2 separate regions of the Bicyclus anynana genome follow, and region 2 is linked to region 1. The links are chromatin contacts, called in public Hi-C maps. All regions are on one chromosome and are shown on one strand. Each heading gives the region's core, a stretch centred on a gene start, on an enhancer-like site or on the middle of the called end of the contact. The rest is flanking DNA. Distances are from core to core; before and after follow the strand shown.

The links. Hi-C and Micro-C count contacts between places; a contact is called where the count stands out from the background.
Region 2: a contact with region 1 is called in a Hi-C map of whole larva, with 3 times the contacts expected there. The contact joins two enhancer-like sites. A contact is called at or near these places in 2 of 2 Hi-C or Micro-C datasets (whole body and whole larva).

The regions. Positions count from the first base shown.
Region 1 is chr3:14,697,646-14,702,549 of ilBicAnyn1.1, reverse strand. No RefSeq gene overlaps it. Among protein-coding and RNA genes, the nearest start is that of LOC112052569, 3.7 kb to the right of the region's middle. Within about 2 kb of position 1,894, at least 8 of the 8 cell types and tissues checked have open chromatin away from gene starts, as enhancers often do.
Region 2 is chr3:14,763,426-14,768,329 of ilBicAnyn1.1, reverse strand. The region is part of intron 2 of LOC112052560 (serine/threonine-protein kinase svkA); the gene reads right to left. Among protein-coding and RNA genes, the nearest start is that of LOC112052560, 42 kb to the right of the region's middle. Within about 2 kb of position 1,914, at least 6 of the 8 cell types and tissues checked have open chromatin away from gene starts, as enhancers often do.

The DNA of each region.
Region 1 (4,904 bases), core at 645-3,144:
GACTTCACTAATGCAGAGAATTAAGAAAATTCTCTGGTGAGCAGTTAGGTTTAGAATAGGATAGTATATTTTCACGTGATACACAAAATACAGAATGTGTTAAATAGAAAAGTAGTATACCGATTTTTAGCATATTACACTAAACATTATGAATGCATAAATCAGATTGCTGCATAACTGCATAAGTATTACTCTAATAAAGGTAGTAATTATAATTTAACATCTAGTCTTGGGCTCATTATCAGCCTATTTAAATGGTCTCATTATCAGGGCCCAGACCTTCCCCTTTATATGTAGTGTTAGTGGATATAATAATATATATAATATATACTATTTTAACAATTGCTGAGGGCATCCAGTCTAGGGAGAGAGGACCAAGAATAAAAACAAGCACACCAAAGTTGTAAAGCAATTTTAAAAACTAGGTGATTTTTTAAATAGTTCACCTAAGGATAGATCCGAAGTGAGAACTTTTACTGAAAATTTCTTGACAAGGTAAATCGGTCAATTTGTCTTGATCTATTTAACCTATGAGTGCTGTGATAGCCCAGTGGATAAGACCTCTGCCATTTCATTTTTTATTTTCCAGATTCCAGAGGGTGTGGGTCGAATCAGGACCGGGGCATGCACCTCCAGCTTTTCAGTTGTGTGCTTTTTAAGAAATTAAACATCACATGTCTCAAACGGTGAAGGAAAACATTGTGAGGAAACCTGCATACCAGAGATTTTCTTAATTCTCTGCGTGTGTAAAGTCTGCCGTCCGCATTGGGCTAGCGTGGTGGACTATTGGCCTAACCTCTCTCATTCTGAGAGGAGACTAGCTCAGCTGTGAGCCAAATATGGGTTGGTAACGATTTAACCTATTATAAAAAAATATGCTAAAAAAGAACCTAACTTTTATACCAATATTATAAAGTGGTAAAGTTTGTGGTGTTGTAGGGGATAATCTCTAGCTAGATCTACTGAACCAATTTTGAAAATTCATTTACCACTAGAACCCCCATTTATTCCTGTATTCTTACAGGCACAGGAACTATGCTACTAATGTGAAACCACGGGCATCGGCTATTATTGAATAATTACAATATTTGAGTAAAGCTGAAGAAAGGCCTGGACACAAAATGAGGTCCCCCCCACTTTTAGTAGACATTGCTTTGTTTTAAATGTTGATTAAGTTTAAAAAAACACAAATATATTCAGCATTAATAAACAAATATTCTCTCAACTTAAGCAATAGTGATTTAGATATCAAACTCTGTTAAGAATCTTTGTCTTATTTGAAAGTTATCACATAATATGATATTGAAGGTACAGATATGCATACTATAATCAGTTAGTAATCTTGTAACACATTCCTCAATAAATTTTGAACAAATACTTTAATTCTCAAGATAGCAATATTTAAGAGCTTCCTTTGTCAACCAACCACTGAAATTTCAAATCATAAAATGTTAAAACAATAAATAACTGAAAGTAATTTTATTATAATTATTTATTTTTATGGGCCTATTTTAGTAGACAGAAATTCAAAAACAAATAAGATACTATATTATGTTTGTATATTTTAATAATGGAATAGCTAAAACTACTTGCTTCTTTTACTATAACCATCAAAAATGACTGAAGTAAATTTTTACTTTTATTTTACTGTAAAAAAAAACTCAGAAGTTTAGAACAATCACATAGCAACAACATAGGTTGGCAGGTTATATACATTAGAGAGATTCTCAAGATACACAGTACCTTTATTTCAATAACTTGTTCAGTAAAACATCTGTTCCTTTAATAATTATTATTGTTTTAGTACTTTAACATAGGTATATTATTGTCTTAACTTATGTGTACAATAAGATTTAAATTGTAAGAATGGAATGTATGCGACACTCACCTCACTGAAGGCCATCACTCAGGCCGGAGCAGTCTCCGTCCGACCTTCTCAATTTACTTTATATCGGTCTATCAAAACAAATAGTTCACGCTTTTGTTTCCCAACATTGAAAACAGTCCCGACATCTAACATCCCCACGACACAAATACATCTGAACTCGGCAACTTTGGACACTCACTGCGCAAGAACAATTTTTGTGTTGCTAAAATGAAAACACCTGACCGTATCACAAATCACTGAAAAAAATCAACATTCCTCAGGTGGGATAGATGCACATCCGATTTAAATTATTTCTAAGAAACTTTAAATGTTTCTGTCACTAAATCACTACTTTTAAGATTTTATTGGAAAATATCTTTAAAGTACTAACGTTTTAAGATATACAAAACGGGTAAAAAATGTCATAAATTCTGCGTTGAAGTTACACGGAACGAACGATCAACCGGAGATGAACTCGCCATCTTGCTTTCATGTCACCAAACAGTTTAGGCAACCTAAAAACGGAATTCGCTGTCAAACATAACATGTTGCCAACATAAAAAACGCAAAGGCCTGAAGTTGGCGTTTTATGACACATTATTAGTCTGTGCATCGTAGACTGCGTCTCTGTCTACGCTGTGCACTTTTTATATTTTATGATCAACTTATAAATGCAGATATTCTGTTCGTTATTTATGTACTATAATAAGATACCGTCTAAGAGAAATTTTTTCAATTTATTAAAGGTTAACTTTGGAATTTAACAAATAAATTTTGTGTTCCATCCTTTTTGGATTTAATCAGAGGATACTTTAATCTATCCATAGAGTTGTAGGTACGGGTACTGGGGTATTCCGTACCGACCTTAGACCATTAATGGTCTAAGGTCGGTACGGAATACCGACTCATATGTCCAAATAAGTATAATCTAAAATGCATAGAATTATAATTAGGTACTTGTACCGAATCGTAAATCTATGCTAAAATGTTATTCCTGACATCATGCCTCAGATTAATTACAAAAGAACCTGACTCGCTAGATGTTACCCCTCTGTCAAAGATCAAGAGTCCATGATCTAACGCTTATATAAACTATAAACTATTTCTAAAGAATCGATTTTCCATTGTTGTAGGCATCATTTTCGTCGTGTAATAAGGTCCATAAAAATGCCGGCTTGTGCAGCTGAATAGTATAATTACGTTTCTTTTGAAGTATTTGAACTTAAATCACTAATAAAAATAATTTTTAAAATATCGATTCTTTTGACGGAACAGCGAAACATCAATCAGGTAATCGATTTTTCTGTTTATGGAGTGTAAGCGATGTGATTGTGTGTAAAATTACATGTATGTATTGGGAATTAAAGGAGAATGCCCACCGACCAGTATAACATCGGCCCCGGGAAACTGGGTATACCACCTCCGTATATAAGTATATGGAGATTATAATATGATGTATCTGGTTAAATAAATTGCATAATAAAAGTATGTGTCTTTAAGACAACAACATTTTTTATCACTCTTCTTGCGCAAAATTTTCGGCCGGTGTACCAAAGCGGTGAAGTAAAATTTGAAGCTGTAGGTATTATTTTTTTCTGTTACCAACAATTTTAGCAAACAAGAAAACGAACAAACAAACCAATCAAAAGTCAACGATCTTAGCTAGTCAAATTAAACATGTCATAAAATGTTATGGTTGTTGTTGTTTGGCAAACTTTTTTTGATAAAGTAATAGTTTTATTATTAAAGTGATAACAAGATTTTAATTATAAGTTAATTGCCGGTATATGGCCCGGGGATGGACAATGGACATTCCCTTTTATAATTGGGTGTAGTGTTTAGGGTGGCCGCTCACTGACAATTTTTAGATGGCCGACTTTTTAATTGTGCGTGATTTGGTTGGACGATTTAGTTGAACAGATGTGCGGGCTGTCTTCTATACCTGTTCTTTAATCGGCCGACTAAGTCGGCCAACTAAAAGCTGTATGTGAACGGGGGCTCTGGACACAATATATTTTGTGGTGTTAAATATATTCGATGTGCGAGTTTTCCACGTCCCCCTCAAGAAACGACTAGCTACATTACTAAAAATTGGCATCTGTACTACCAGAAACATACTTTACGATTATTAAATTCCAGTAAGTAAAATGACAAGTGCAACTGACACTTATATTTTACTAGTAAAATGACATTTCAGTAACAGTTACACTTTTTATTTTACTGACTGGAATGTTAATTCTCCGACTATAAAAAAAAATATTTTATTCAAGAGTTTTTAAAATTCTACTACATAAAAAAGTATTTGAGGTTTTAAAAATTTAAAGTAAATGAAAATCTATATTAATATTATAAAGCTGAATAGTTTGTTTGTTTGATTGATTGAACGCGCTAATCTCAGGAACTACTGGTTCGATTTGAAAAATTCTTTCAGTGTTAGATAGCCCATTTATCGAGGAAGGCTCTAGAAGGTTCTATATAAACCCTGCAATCCTACAGGAACGGGAACCACGCGGGTGGATCCGCGCGGCGTATGCTAGTATATTCATGTTTTGAGTAATATTTTTGTAAATAGTAGTAATAATTAAAATAGTAATTGTTTACTAATCATTTTACAAATTATTTAAACATAAAACATACGACAATATCACACTATCACACTCACATCACACTTCACACTAATCACATCACACTAATATTATATAGGCGAAAGTTTGTGTGTGTAAAAAACGTTTGTTCCTCCTTGACGCTGCGGCTACTGAATCGATTTGACTAAAATTTGGAATGGAAATAGATTTTACTCTGGTTATACACATAGTCTACTTTTCATCCCGGAAAATCCATAATTCCCGCGGGATTTGTAAGTAACTGTATTCCACGCGAACGAAGTCGCGGGCGTCCGATAGTTAGGTAATAAATGATAGAACGGGGTGCAATAGGGGTTGAAAGATTACATCGAGTATCACGCGGATGAAGTCGCAGACGTCCGCTAGTGAATGGTCTAGGAAGGTTTGTACCAAACATTTTAGGTACTTAGTAG
Region 2 (4,904 bases), core at 665-3,164, 66 kb before region 1:
CCTATGTACATGACGTCGAGAGTGAGACCAAGGGTAAGGAGACAATGGATTATTTCCGCAGCTTGACGTCTCATAAACGTCAATGAGGAAAGACCTTTTAGCCTAATACGACACTTTGGAAATTAGGGCATCGATCGTTCGTAAGCCTTTCGTTTGATGATGGGTTGTTTCATGCGATAATGTAATTGTAGAAACAGTAATGAGAAGTTTTACAAAATTTCATCAGCTTTAACAGCTAGCTGTTAAAAAACGACAAGTAAATCGACATAATTGATAAAATCCCCAAAAATATAATGTGTACTAGCAAAAATTAACTATCAATTTAGGTCACTAGGGTCTTTTTAAACGACCTTTAAATTACTCCGGTATTTCGGAGCAGCAACATAAAGCCCCCCTAACATTTCTTTGCACGGCGAAGGAAAGCTGGGCTTGTTTTTTACTGTAGCTTCCTTAAGTCAAACAAAGATGCGGAACAAAGCGGTGAGAGCGGCCTTTGTGTAGATACGAGTACTAGCACTTAACTCTGACATCGGCGATGGCGACAACGGCCGTCCGGCCCACTCGGAACATGTCATCTTCAGTTTAACAAGCAACGGCTTACAATTATGACGAACTGCTTATTCATTGATGTCAATCATGATGTAGGTTTGTGTATGAATAACATTGTGGCATTGAATCTGTGAAGAGCACGCGAACAGTTATGATGAGGTTACGAGTACATGCTATGGCAATCATAAACTTTTCTGTTACTGAAGTGAAATTGGCACACAAGAACTGCTTATTCATTGATGTCAATAATGTTTTAGATATCTACAAATTATTATGGTTTTGTATGCGAGCAGTCAAGTTTGGATCGCTGCAAGGAGGATATTTAGGTTATCTACTATGCCTACTAGGAATAGTGTTTGAAGTTCACACCAAACTTTGATGATTAGACTTAATTGTTAATAATCCAGTTACAAATTAGAAGAAAATCTGAACGAAAAAGAGAGATATTTACGATATGTTTAGTTCATCTTAAAGTAAATTTTAAAGAAATTAGTAAGATGTAAATTCATTAATCGACAAATATTGCACGATTTTGATCGACGAAGTAGTTAAGTTTTTGTATATTTTCATATTTCTAATCTACAGTAAGTACAATCTAAACCTAAAAGATGTGCGATCTACAGTCTATGGATATTTATTACTCCTAAGTGACAGTAATATTTTATTGGTTTGACCTAATTGCCTCTCTTTCTACATTGTCGACGTGCCGTAACGACCTAGTTAAGTTTTATACCTTAACTCCGTTCTAACCTTTCCAATTACTATAGTAATTGGAATCTGGAAACGGTTAATTTGTTAGAGCATAAAAGCTATACCTTTCAAAAGAATAAAAGCTACTTACAAAACATAATGCTTAAAATCACTAGAATCCCAATATATAAGATCCACAAAACTGCTACAAAGCGGGTCGGTGAAATATAATCGAATAACCGAAACACTTAAGGGGCGAGGACACAAATTCCAATTCTCACAGACTCAGCTGTGTCCGAAATTTATTTCACTTTCGGAACGAACGAACAAACGCTCAACGGTTTTTCAATCACCTGCTGCAATGGTCAAAGGGGACAAAAATGAAATAGAATTCTCTCTAAGCTCTTTAGCCTTTTGTAAGCACGTCCAACCTTAATTGAATAGTCTCCATGTGTATTTTACGAGCGTACCATGAATACACATTCAGCTGTAATAGACTTTTCTTATAGACAAAATACTAATAAATATTATTATACAAATAAATATTGTTAAACAACTAATGAAATTTTACATTTTTGAAGACAAGAATGTAGGATCTATAAATAATAGACCTACCTTGAGACCGGTTGCGACGGTCGTGAGGTAATGCTTACATGTCTGAGTTACAGTTGTAGCTGTAAAAACAAGTATCCGCACAGGTGGGATTACATCGAGTTACTATAACGAGCACAGTCGACGGCGACCGGTTATGTCGCATCGATTAAGAAGATTGGCATAAAACAATCGAATTTGATTTAAACACCTTTGATTAGGTCAAGATGAGAGGAAGAAATCACGATGATTAATCTTAATGGTAAAGTGAACCTTAAATGTTAATGTTGATGTTATACCAAATAGAACACAAAATTATATAACTAAAAAGATTCTACAGGAGAAAGACATTAAGAAACTGATTCCAGCAAAACGAAAAATTCTATAACACTACTAAGTTGAAAGTGAACTACCTTAAATGTTAATGTTGATGTTATACCAAATAGAACACAAAATTATATAACTAAAAAGATTCTACAGGAGAAAGACATTAAGAAACTGATTCCAGTAAAACGAAAAATACTATAACACTACTAAGTTGAGATCATCGGCCTCAATGACGCATGCGCTTCTCCTGCGCAACGGCCAATTTACTAAATTTATAGCAGCTGCAAGGTCGCCTAAGGATAACGACCCGATTCACGTTACGAAACAAACCATAACTTTGATCAAACCGTTAATACAAACCAGACCCTGATGGTATTCAATAAACTCTCAGAGCAATTACACGATTTGTTAACTTTGTAAGCTTTTGAAGTCTCCAAAGTTTAATTAACAGTGAACATTGGTCACGTTGACCTCTATTCAATTCATCAATTGAAATGTAAAATTTCTTAAACTTTACATTTCAATTGATGAATTGAAAAATTGTAACAGCAGAAACTTCTTTTTTATAATACAAATAAATTACATGATAGACAGCTTCGTAATTCAAACGTTGGCTTAGATACACACTCAAAACTCAAAACTTTCAGTCTCACGCAGTTATTTAATACCAAGTATCACAAATTTCACTAATAAAATAATATTATTGTACTGCATGAGTTTTTAAGATATGAAAGAAAGATTATTTTATATACCCAAAAACAAAGAATTTATCTAGGCAGTATATTATTTGTCAATAAATTACGCGTAGTCCAACTATGTATAAATATTACATTAAAATATATCTTCATCATCATATAAGAATACACCGTTAGACCTTAACTGTTCGGAAGTGCTGACACTCATACGTTTATTTGAAGCTAACTTTCCCGAAGTACGTTTTTAGGCTAACTGAATTATGTGTTTTCAAACATTTTGAAACCATCAAAAAAGCAAAGAAACTGGAAGTTTGTGTGATTAAATCCCTAAGTAACAATATTGATGATTTCGTCGAGCACACAATGTTCAGCATCACAGATCACAGTTAAGAGAGCTAATCTGTTAATAGCTTTAATGAAAGGGTAAACATTGCGGAGGCGTGTAATTATTTTGAAATTTTCTAACAGTAATTGGTTAACTGGATTATAGCTTTGCATAACAGGATTTACAGACATTTTGTGGCAGATATTAATGAAATCGGTATTCATTGAATTTCTATTCTCCATATTTAGATGTACCATGTATCACACTTTAGATATGTTTGGGAAGAATACAGACCAGTTTTAGCTTTAAAAAGAGTTTTACTACAGAGCTAGTTCGTATGTGGATCACTTTGATGTCTGATTTAATTTTATCGACTTGTACTGTATGTATGCAAGGTTTTTTACTATGAAAATCATTGTCTGTATGTATAATTAACATGGACTTATCCGATGCTACAAACTATGCGATATATACTACAAAACAGTTATTTTTAAACATAAAAACTATTCATATATTAATGTATTTGTTTTTTCTTCCATGTGATTTTCATTGCTAACCTAAAGTTAACCTATTTATGAGGAAAAAGAGAGCACTGAACTTTAACACAATAAGACAAGACTCTAAAAAAGATAAAAGCCTAATAAAATATTTGTAAAAACAAATTACGTACATAATTAATTTTATCTTAATGAACGTGATAAGCCACGAGCTATGATGACTGTAATAAGCGGTAATAATCTGTATAGTATAGACCAGGCACTGTGAGGTATTGAGTGTGTATAATCCGACGACCGCATTATATTTACAGTTTTGAACTCAGAAAAGCATGCATACGATTCTGCATGTTGTACCTACCAGGTTTGTTGGACCATTCTTCTACTGTATCCTACCCTTTTTGATATCGAGTATATGGATTAAACAAATGCTTTGTATCACTTTTATTGCTTGAGCATATTAAATTTTTAAATGCGGTCCTCGGATTTTGCACACTCAATACCTCAAAGTACCTAGTCTATCAGGGTATTAACAATCTAAACACTGCTGTTCATTCACCTGTCTAATATCTACTAATACCTGTTAAGATTCTACACAAAAAACATTTTAAAAATTCCGCGTTAATCTAATCATCGAATCCAGTTTCGCCGGCACATAACCTCTGTTTGCAGGTTAAGCCGGACCGGTCGAAGGCGCGTTGTTATCGAGTTAACGTTAATTTTCGCTTATAGCATTACTTCCAATTTAGTATGCAGCTCCGTCGTGTAATTCAATTCGACAGACTCAATAGTTATGCACGCATAATAAAATGTTGAAGTTTCCATTAATATTACAGACGTGTACGGTTCTTCGACAAAAGTTTTGCTATAAATTCAGGCAAACTTGGTATGAATAAATGAAGATGAGATTAAAAGAATGTAAGCGTTTATTAATTTGACTAATCCTCTTAATTTGATTAATTAATTACATATTTATTAAATTAATAGTTCCAATAAAACACATGAACTTGTTTTAAGTATACGAGTAGTTTAAATTTAAAATCTTTAATAAATATAAAAATAAAAAACTTTTCAGATTATGAATGAAACAAAAATATTCTTATGTCAGCCACTGACGATCAAGTAATCTCACAAGCCTACAGCGCTAACGGCTTGACGTCCGATAAAACTGATCGTGTGTTGGTGCCAGAGGATCGACGGATCGTGCCAGAGAGGTTATTATTAAACTATACA